2 separate regions of the Mus musculus genome follow, and region 2 is linked to region 1. The links are chromatin contacts, called in public HiChIP or PLAC-seq maps. All regions are on one chromosome and are shown on one strand. The core of a region is the stretch at or near the end of the contact, and the rest is flanking DNA. Distances in the headings are between cores, read along the strand shown. Region 1 overlaps Mtmr10 (myotubularin related protein 10). Region 2 holds the start of Fan1 (FANCD2/FANCI-associated nuclease 1).

What was found. HiChIP or PLAC-seq counts read pairs in DNA pulled down with a chosen protein or histone mark.
Region 2: a contact with region 1 is called in an H3K27ac HiChIP or PLAC-seq map of embryonic stem cells, with 5 read pairs. The contact joins the promoter of Fan1 here to the enhancer-like site in region 1. A contact is called at or near these places in 3 of 39 promoter capture datasets (the 3T3-L1 cell line, liver and trophoblast stem cells), 1 of 15 datasets of contacts at CTCF or cohesin (the NIH/3T3 cell line), 5 of 484 Hi-C or Micro-C datasets (cortical glia, liver, nephron progenitors and 2 more), 5 of 115 datasets of contacts at active chromatin or transcription factors (the NIH/3T3 cell line, embryonic stem cells, extraembryonic endoderm stem cells and 1 more) and 3 of 9 other capture datasets (adipose tissue, liver and pancreatic islet).

Annotation. Positions count from the first base shown.
Region 1 is chr7:64,325,640-64,329,109 of GRCm38.p6, reverse strand. Mtmr10 (myotubularin related protein 10) reads right to left here. Exons shown (of 16, transcript NM_172742.2): 13 at 2,289-2,458. Among named protein-coding and RNA genes, the nearest start is that of Mtmr10, 40 kb to the right of the region's middle. Within about 2 kb of position 1,934, at least 66 of the 459 cell types and tissues checked have an H3K27ac peak or open chromatin away from gene starts, as enhancers often do. A contact at or near this core is called in the NIH/3T3 cell line, embryonic stem cells and trophoblast stem cells, where this site is marked.
Region 2 is chr7:64,372,474-64,375,943 of GRCm38.p6, reverse strand. It overlaps Fan1 (FANCD2/FANCI-associated nuclease 1), which reads left to right and starts at 1,888. Exons shown (of 14, transcript NM_177893.4): 1 at 1,888-2,009; 2 at 2,190-3,470. The coding sequence starts at 2,441.

The sequences.
Region 1 (3,470 bases), core at 685-3,184:
GCATTTGCTGCATTTGCTGGTCGGTTTCTGTCAGCCTGGGACAAGAGAACCTCAATTCAGAAACTGCCTCCATTGGACTGGCCCGTGGGTGTCTGTGGAGCATCTTGAAATTAACTGTCATTATAGGAGAGCTCAGCCCACTGTGGACATCCCACCCCTAGGCCAGTCCTATCCCATCCTGTGTTATATAGAAAACAGCTGAGCAAACCATGGGAAGCAAGCCAATAGGCAACATTCCTCCATACTTTTTACCTTGACTTCTCTCAGTGACCAACCGTCCTCTAGAAGTATAAGGGGAAATAGACCCTTTCCTCCCCAAATTGCTTTTGTTTATGGTATTTATCACAGAAACAGAGAAGCAAACACCATTCTAGTAGAGGACCCACATTTAATGCCCTGTACCAATGTCAGGTGATTTCACAGGGACCTCTAACTCCAGTTCTAGGAGAGTCTAGTTCTAATGCCCTTTCTTGGCTGCCACAGGCACTGCATGTGTGCGCGCGCGCGCGCGCGCACACACACACACACACACACACACACACACACACACACACACACTTTAAAGCTGTATTGTGATAGCTGGGGATACTTTTTTAGTCATAAGTGCTTGAGATTCTAAAATCCCCAGTATCTGGATGTCCATCTCCCAACTTGGGAGGTTTTCTGCTATTATTTTACTCAGTAGTCTCTGGCTCATATCTCTTTTCATTCTTCTATGTCCATGACTCTTAAGTTGTTTTGTTTGTTTGGTTGGTTAGTTGGTCTTTTAAGACTGGGGTTTCAAGACAGGGTTTCTCTGTGTAGCCCTGGCTATTCTGGAACTCACTCTGTAGACCAGGCTGGCCTTGAACTCAGAGATATCTGCCTCTGTCTCTATGGCATGCACCACCATGTCCAGCTTTTAAACTGTTTGGTTGTTTTAAATTATATTCCAAAAATACTGCATGTACTATGCCTGCTTTTAAAAACTTACTGTTTGAATGTTTCAGTTCATTCCTCTATTACAATTTCACATCCTGGTAATCTGTTTTCACTTGATGCTTGATATTGGCGAGGCTTCCAACAAAGTTTATTCAATTTATTGTTTCATTTTTCTAAAATTCAATATTTTTGGAGACACTTGAATTCCTCTTTCACATCCTGAGTTGTCTTTGTTGCTGTTGTTACATCTAGCTGTTCATCTGTACTCTCTTCCAATACATTCTGGTCTTCAACCCTCTCCTTGATTCCACTGATCATCCGTATAATCATTCTTTTGAAGTCATTATCATCCGCTCAGTTACTGTGGACTTACACAGTGGATGGCCCTGCTGCTCTGCTTTCTCCTGTTTCCTGTGCTTCTACATAGGACTGAGTGGGACACTGGCCATGTGTTCTTTCAGCTGAAATACTCACCATGGTGCAGACACACTAGGTTTGACTTTCTGACAACTGGGCTGCAGTGCAGCTTGGTAGCCACTCGACCATGTGTTTAAGGTGCAGGGATGAGGGAACAAACTGCAACACACCCTACAGGCAACTGGCTTGAAGAGAAGTTGTTGGCTCTATTCTCTAAGATGCAGAGGATAGGGGGTCATCTTTGTATCTACGGTAATCTTCTACATCAATGTGGATTCTAATCTATTAGTTAGGCTTTAATAAAGCTACAATGTGTTAAATCAATACTGAAAAATTAAAGAGGCCCTTGTCATTTTCACAATGGTAAAAATTTATCTCATACATATTTGAAAGGTGCTAGTTTGGGGGTCTATGAAATGGCTCAGTGTAACTGCACTTACCACATGAACATGAAGACTTGATTTTGACCCCAAAAATCTCATGAAGAATGAGAACTGAGTTCTTAAAGTTGTCCTCCGACCTCTACAGGCATGTCCTGGCATGCCCTAATTGTCAGATTATAGGTGCTTCCACTAGGCTCCTCCCAGGGCTTACAACACCAACCACCACCACCAGGTGGCAGGCTTCCCATAAAGGGATTGCCAGGCACTCCAGCCCCCAATCTCTCTGTACCCAGTTTTTCTCTCTCCCCTCCCCTCTTTCTGTCCTCTGTGCCCCATCCTCTTCTCTACCCTTATGGCTCTGCTCTCATCTGTCTGCCTCTACCCCTTCTCTAGGTCCTCACTCCCCCTTCCTTCTCCCAATAGTGTAATTCCTCAGGGCATACCTTAGCATGGGCCCAACATATCTCCTTGCCACACTATATTTCATAACACTAATCATCACACATACACACACACACAAATAAACAAACTTTTGAAAAGTGCTAGGAAAGCAACAGGACTAGTTACCTCTTTCTCTGACCTCTTCAAGTGGTTGCATCTGTCTAGGAACTGATAGCCCGCCATGACCCACTCCTTCTGTATCAGACTCTGAAATCCAGTAATTGTCCTGAAGTATGGATCCATCATCACTTGAATGAGAGAAGCCACCAGACAACTCAAGTCTCTGCCTTCCTCCTCTGTCAATAAAATGGAAAGAAAATGAAGACCAAGAGAAATCCTGAATGTAAGTTAGGTAATTCAACATTCTATACTTTAAATTGCCTTCAAAATAGTCTATGTAAGAAAATTTAGTGGATTCCAGCAGCTCTCAAATATAATAAACTTATTTTTTACAAGTCATGTTCTATATTTATTGGAAATCTATATGAACCAAGAGAAGTATCAGAGCAAGTCATCAGTAAGTAAAAACTAAACACAATATTTATGCTAATTCACTCCACCACACTGAAGATGCCATTCCACCCTGATGCACTGACCGTGGGGCTCAGTAGCAAATGCACTCTCATATGTCACTATTGGCAGATAACAGCAGTTCACTGCACACATTTTTTCTTGTTTATTCTTCTCTCATGTAATATATCCCAACCAGTTTTCCCTCCGTTCTCCTGTCCTGGCCACCCCTCCTTCGTTCATCCACTCTTCCTTTCCTTTAGAAAAGAGCATGCCTCCCAGGGATATCCACCAAACATTTCATATCAAGTTGCAAGAAGATGAGGCATCTCTCCTCACACGAAGGCTGGACGAGGCCACCCAGTAGGAGGGAAAGGGTCCAACGGCAGGCAGAGCAGTGCTCACATCTTTTACTTCTCATAGTTTAGGGTAGAATGTATTTCTAGGATGCATTCTGCTCTTGTTTTGTCAAGGATAGTAAATAAAACACCGTCTTCTACTGGGCAGTGGGGGTGCATGTCTTTAATCCCAGCTCTCAAGAGGCAGAGGCAGGTGGATTCCTATGAGTTTGAGGCCAGTCTGTTCTACAAAGCGGTTCCAGGACAGCCAGGGTTATACAGAGAAACAAACAAACAAAAGAAGACAACCCACACACTGTCTCTCCAGAGAGAACGTCCTTCACGTGCCAATGACTCAGAAGTGAATGATGGCGCGGAACTGTCTCCATCACGTGAAAAGGTAGTAAGCACTTCCTTCCTGCCCTTTACAGCTAGTTTCCGTTTCTCCACAGATCTTTGT
Region 2 (3,470 bases), core at 639-3,138, 47 kb before region 1:
CCACTTTCTCACCGTGTTTCCTGCTATGAGAAGCACCCAGAGCCTGCCGCTTTGCTCATAACCAGCTGTCTGTGTACATAGTGCTTTGACTTCTTGATTTTCTTCTCCCACTACTGTGTCTTCTTTCACAAAACAGCACCTTCATGTGTGTGGCTTACACCTTCCCCTGTAGTTTTGGTTTCTTTAAAAATCCAGTTAGGTTATATGAATATGTTTTTGTTTTAATCCCAGGTGTGGGATACGGGGCTGCTTCAGATTATATACAGCTGTGAAATATTACTGTCTTCTGTTGGGGTTAGGGGGATTTTACCAGTTGCAGATAGTTTACTTCTGGGACTCTGGAGAGGGTCTAAATGCCAGAGCCCGGAGAGAGCCTGTGGTAGCTGCTGCTCCCCATGCTCCTGCCTCTGCTGCTGTTGCATCTGCTATTGCTGAATTGCTGGTTTGCTGGACTGCTGGATACTCTGATGAAGAAGGATGGACGACCCTCAGCAACAGAAAGTAGCCTATAGAAGTCTATGCCTCCTTTCCCCTCTAATATTCTTTCCTACCTAGCGTTAGGGAGGTGGAAGGGAGAAGGGTGGAATAAGAGATGGAACTGAGGTAAAGATATGAGAACCTAATGATGTAATACAACAAATACGCCAACATTTTCCCCTTTGTCCATTACGTTTTCTTCTTTCTTCAGTCCCATTTGCTCCGGCCCAAAGATGTATTTACTGTTACATGTAAGTACACTGTAGCTGTCTGCAGACACCCCCAGAAGAGGGCGTCAGATCTCCTAACAGATGGTTGTGAGCCACCATGTGGTTGCTGGGATTTGAACTCAGGACCTTCAGAAGAGCAGTCAGTGCTCTTAACCGCTGAGCCATCTCTTCAGTCCCAGCCATTATATTTTAACACATGAGTTTGGGGGCCATTCTCTGACTATGGCCCCACTAATAGGACATTTAAAAATCTCCCCAAGTTGGTGTTTGTTTCTGAGACAGAGTCACACTATGCAGCCACAAGAAGCCTTGTAGACCAGGCTGCCCTCCATCTCAGATCCGCCTGCTCCTGCCTCCCAAGTGCTGGCATTAAAGGTGTGTATCACCACGCCCAAAAACATCCTAAATTTTATTCAAAATAGGATTTATCTTTTTCCTCTGAATAAATACTTTTGAGTAATTATCTCATCTCCCCACACTTTAAGGTGTTAGTTTTAGCAGTGATTTAACTATTACATAGTTTGTATTTTTGTGGAAATTTTAACAATTTGCTATACCAGGCTCTTGTATGTGCACATAGTTAGGAACTACATTTTAAGTCTAATCGGACTAGTTTTACCTTTAAAGTATATTAATCATGACCATTTCCTGTCATTATTGACCTGATTTATTTGGTTTTTCTATTTATTTTCTCTCTGTTCATCTAACTTTCTCTGGTCCTTCTTTCATGTCAAGTCAAACTAATCATAAAATATTTATCATGATTAGCGTATCATAGCGTTTCATTAATTTTTAGTTGTGTTAGGAATGCTGGGTGAGATGACGGCATGGCTTTAATCCCAGGACTCTGGAGGCACAGGCAGGATGATCTCTGAGTTAGAGGTGATCCTGGTCTACAGAGTGAGTCTGTAGGTCTACAGAGAAACCTTTACTCAAAAAACAAAACAAAAAGGGATTACCACCACAACGGTTAATGTTCTGCTACCTTAGTGTAAAGCTCTTGAGGTAGTAGAGTACAATCATGTCACAGTTTCCTCAGTCTACACACTCCATTTCTCTTTTGGTCCGCCTTCTGCTCGATCACTCTGTCCTCCACTAGCTGAGCCTTGGAGCGAAGACGCGGGGATCGGCTGGGGATGCCTGTAGCGCCTTGCTCTGGCTGGTCCGGGCTGCGCAGAGCGACTGCCCGCCTTGTGGCCCTTTGAGAGCGACTCAGCCTGTTCCGCTGCAGTGAGTTCAGGGGAGTCTGAGCGAGTCAGCGTCCTCTTTTTAAGACAAACGGTTCTTAGAAAGGCCCTGAAAGTAAGTGCAGCTTGGTCCTTCCGAAGCGAGGGACACAGAGCATGCGCGGAGCTGCAGGTCCGCTCCGATCTGTATCCACTTCAGGGTTCTCGTTCCAGAAGTTGCCATTCTACGTTTCAGTTGTCGGCCGACCCCGTAAATGTATAAAAATATTTTTAACTCATGTATTTTATTTTGTAGGAAGAAGTTGAACGAATAACGACATCAAATGCTATTTCACTTTGTATTAGTTCACGGCGAGAGTAAAAGTAACCCTTTAGGGTCCTTCACCTGGGGTGGCCGCTGTATTAACTGATGAGGAGGTAGCAGGGACCCTTTTTTTTTGTTGTTGTTTTTACTAATTCAAGCCAAGTGAATGAAAGTAAAACATTTCGGTCCTTACCTGAGATGACCTGATTTTCTTCTTGGGTCGCCCACTTTCTCTAATAGTCATGCCGTCACAAAGGAAATCACCTGATCAAAAAAGACCCCGTAGAAGCTTATCTACCAGCAAAACTGCAAAAAGCCAGTGTCATTCGATTACTTCGTATTTTAACAGTGCACCACCTGCTAAACTTGCATGTTCAACTTGTCATAAAATGGTGCCCAGGTATGACCTCATTCGGCACCTTGATGAGTCTTGTGCTAACAACGGTGTTGGTGATGACGTTCAAGTAGAGCCTGCTCAGGCTGGATTAATGAGTCCAACTGTGCCTACATCAGATTTACCCAGTGGTCCTTTAGAGAATGTGACACCTCAGAAATTATCACCACCAAAGAGAAGTTTAATTTCTGTCCAATGTGGTTCAAAACTGGGCATACAACAGCAGACCAGTCCCTACTTTAAAGATGCCTTAGTGTCCAAAGATCAAAATGAGCTTCCAAATCAGAGTGTAGAAATTATGCCTTTGGGAAGTCTGACATCGAAATTGTCCAGACGATACTTAAACGCTAAAAAATCACTCGCTAAGAATGAGGGACTAGCCAGTCAGTGCCCACAGACTTCTCCGTCCACACCTGGCACCAGCCTGACTGATAACTGTCCAGAGATGGAAGACAAAGATGAGGTTTTGAACAGTTCCCAAAAGGAAAACATTTATTCATGTGCACCTCTAAAAGAAGAGAATGCTTCAGAACAGAAGGTAAAGAACAATAAAATAACGGGAGATGAAAGCCAGAAAGCTTCCTGCGGGGAGCCAGCCCTCACCCCTGCATCTGCAGAGCATGCTTCCATATTACTGTCCTCAGATTCAACTCTCGTCAGTAACACGAAATCCTCTCCGGGAGACACTCTTGTAAAGCAAGAAAGTGCCAGAAGGGCAGATGTAGGGCTTGCTGAGCCGCTCGAGGTGCGCAGTCACAAAGAAGTACAAATGACTTTCGATGCTGCGGCCAAAACGCTGGTGTCTGGGGAGGCAGAATCAAATGGTCCTACCGATGTTGACATGTCTGACATGACTACGTGGAGTAACAACCAAGAGC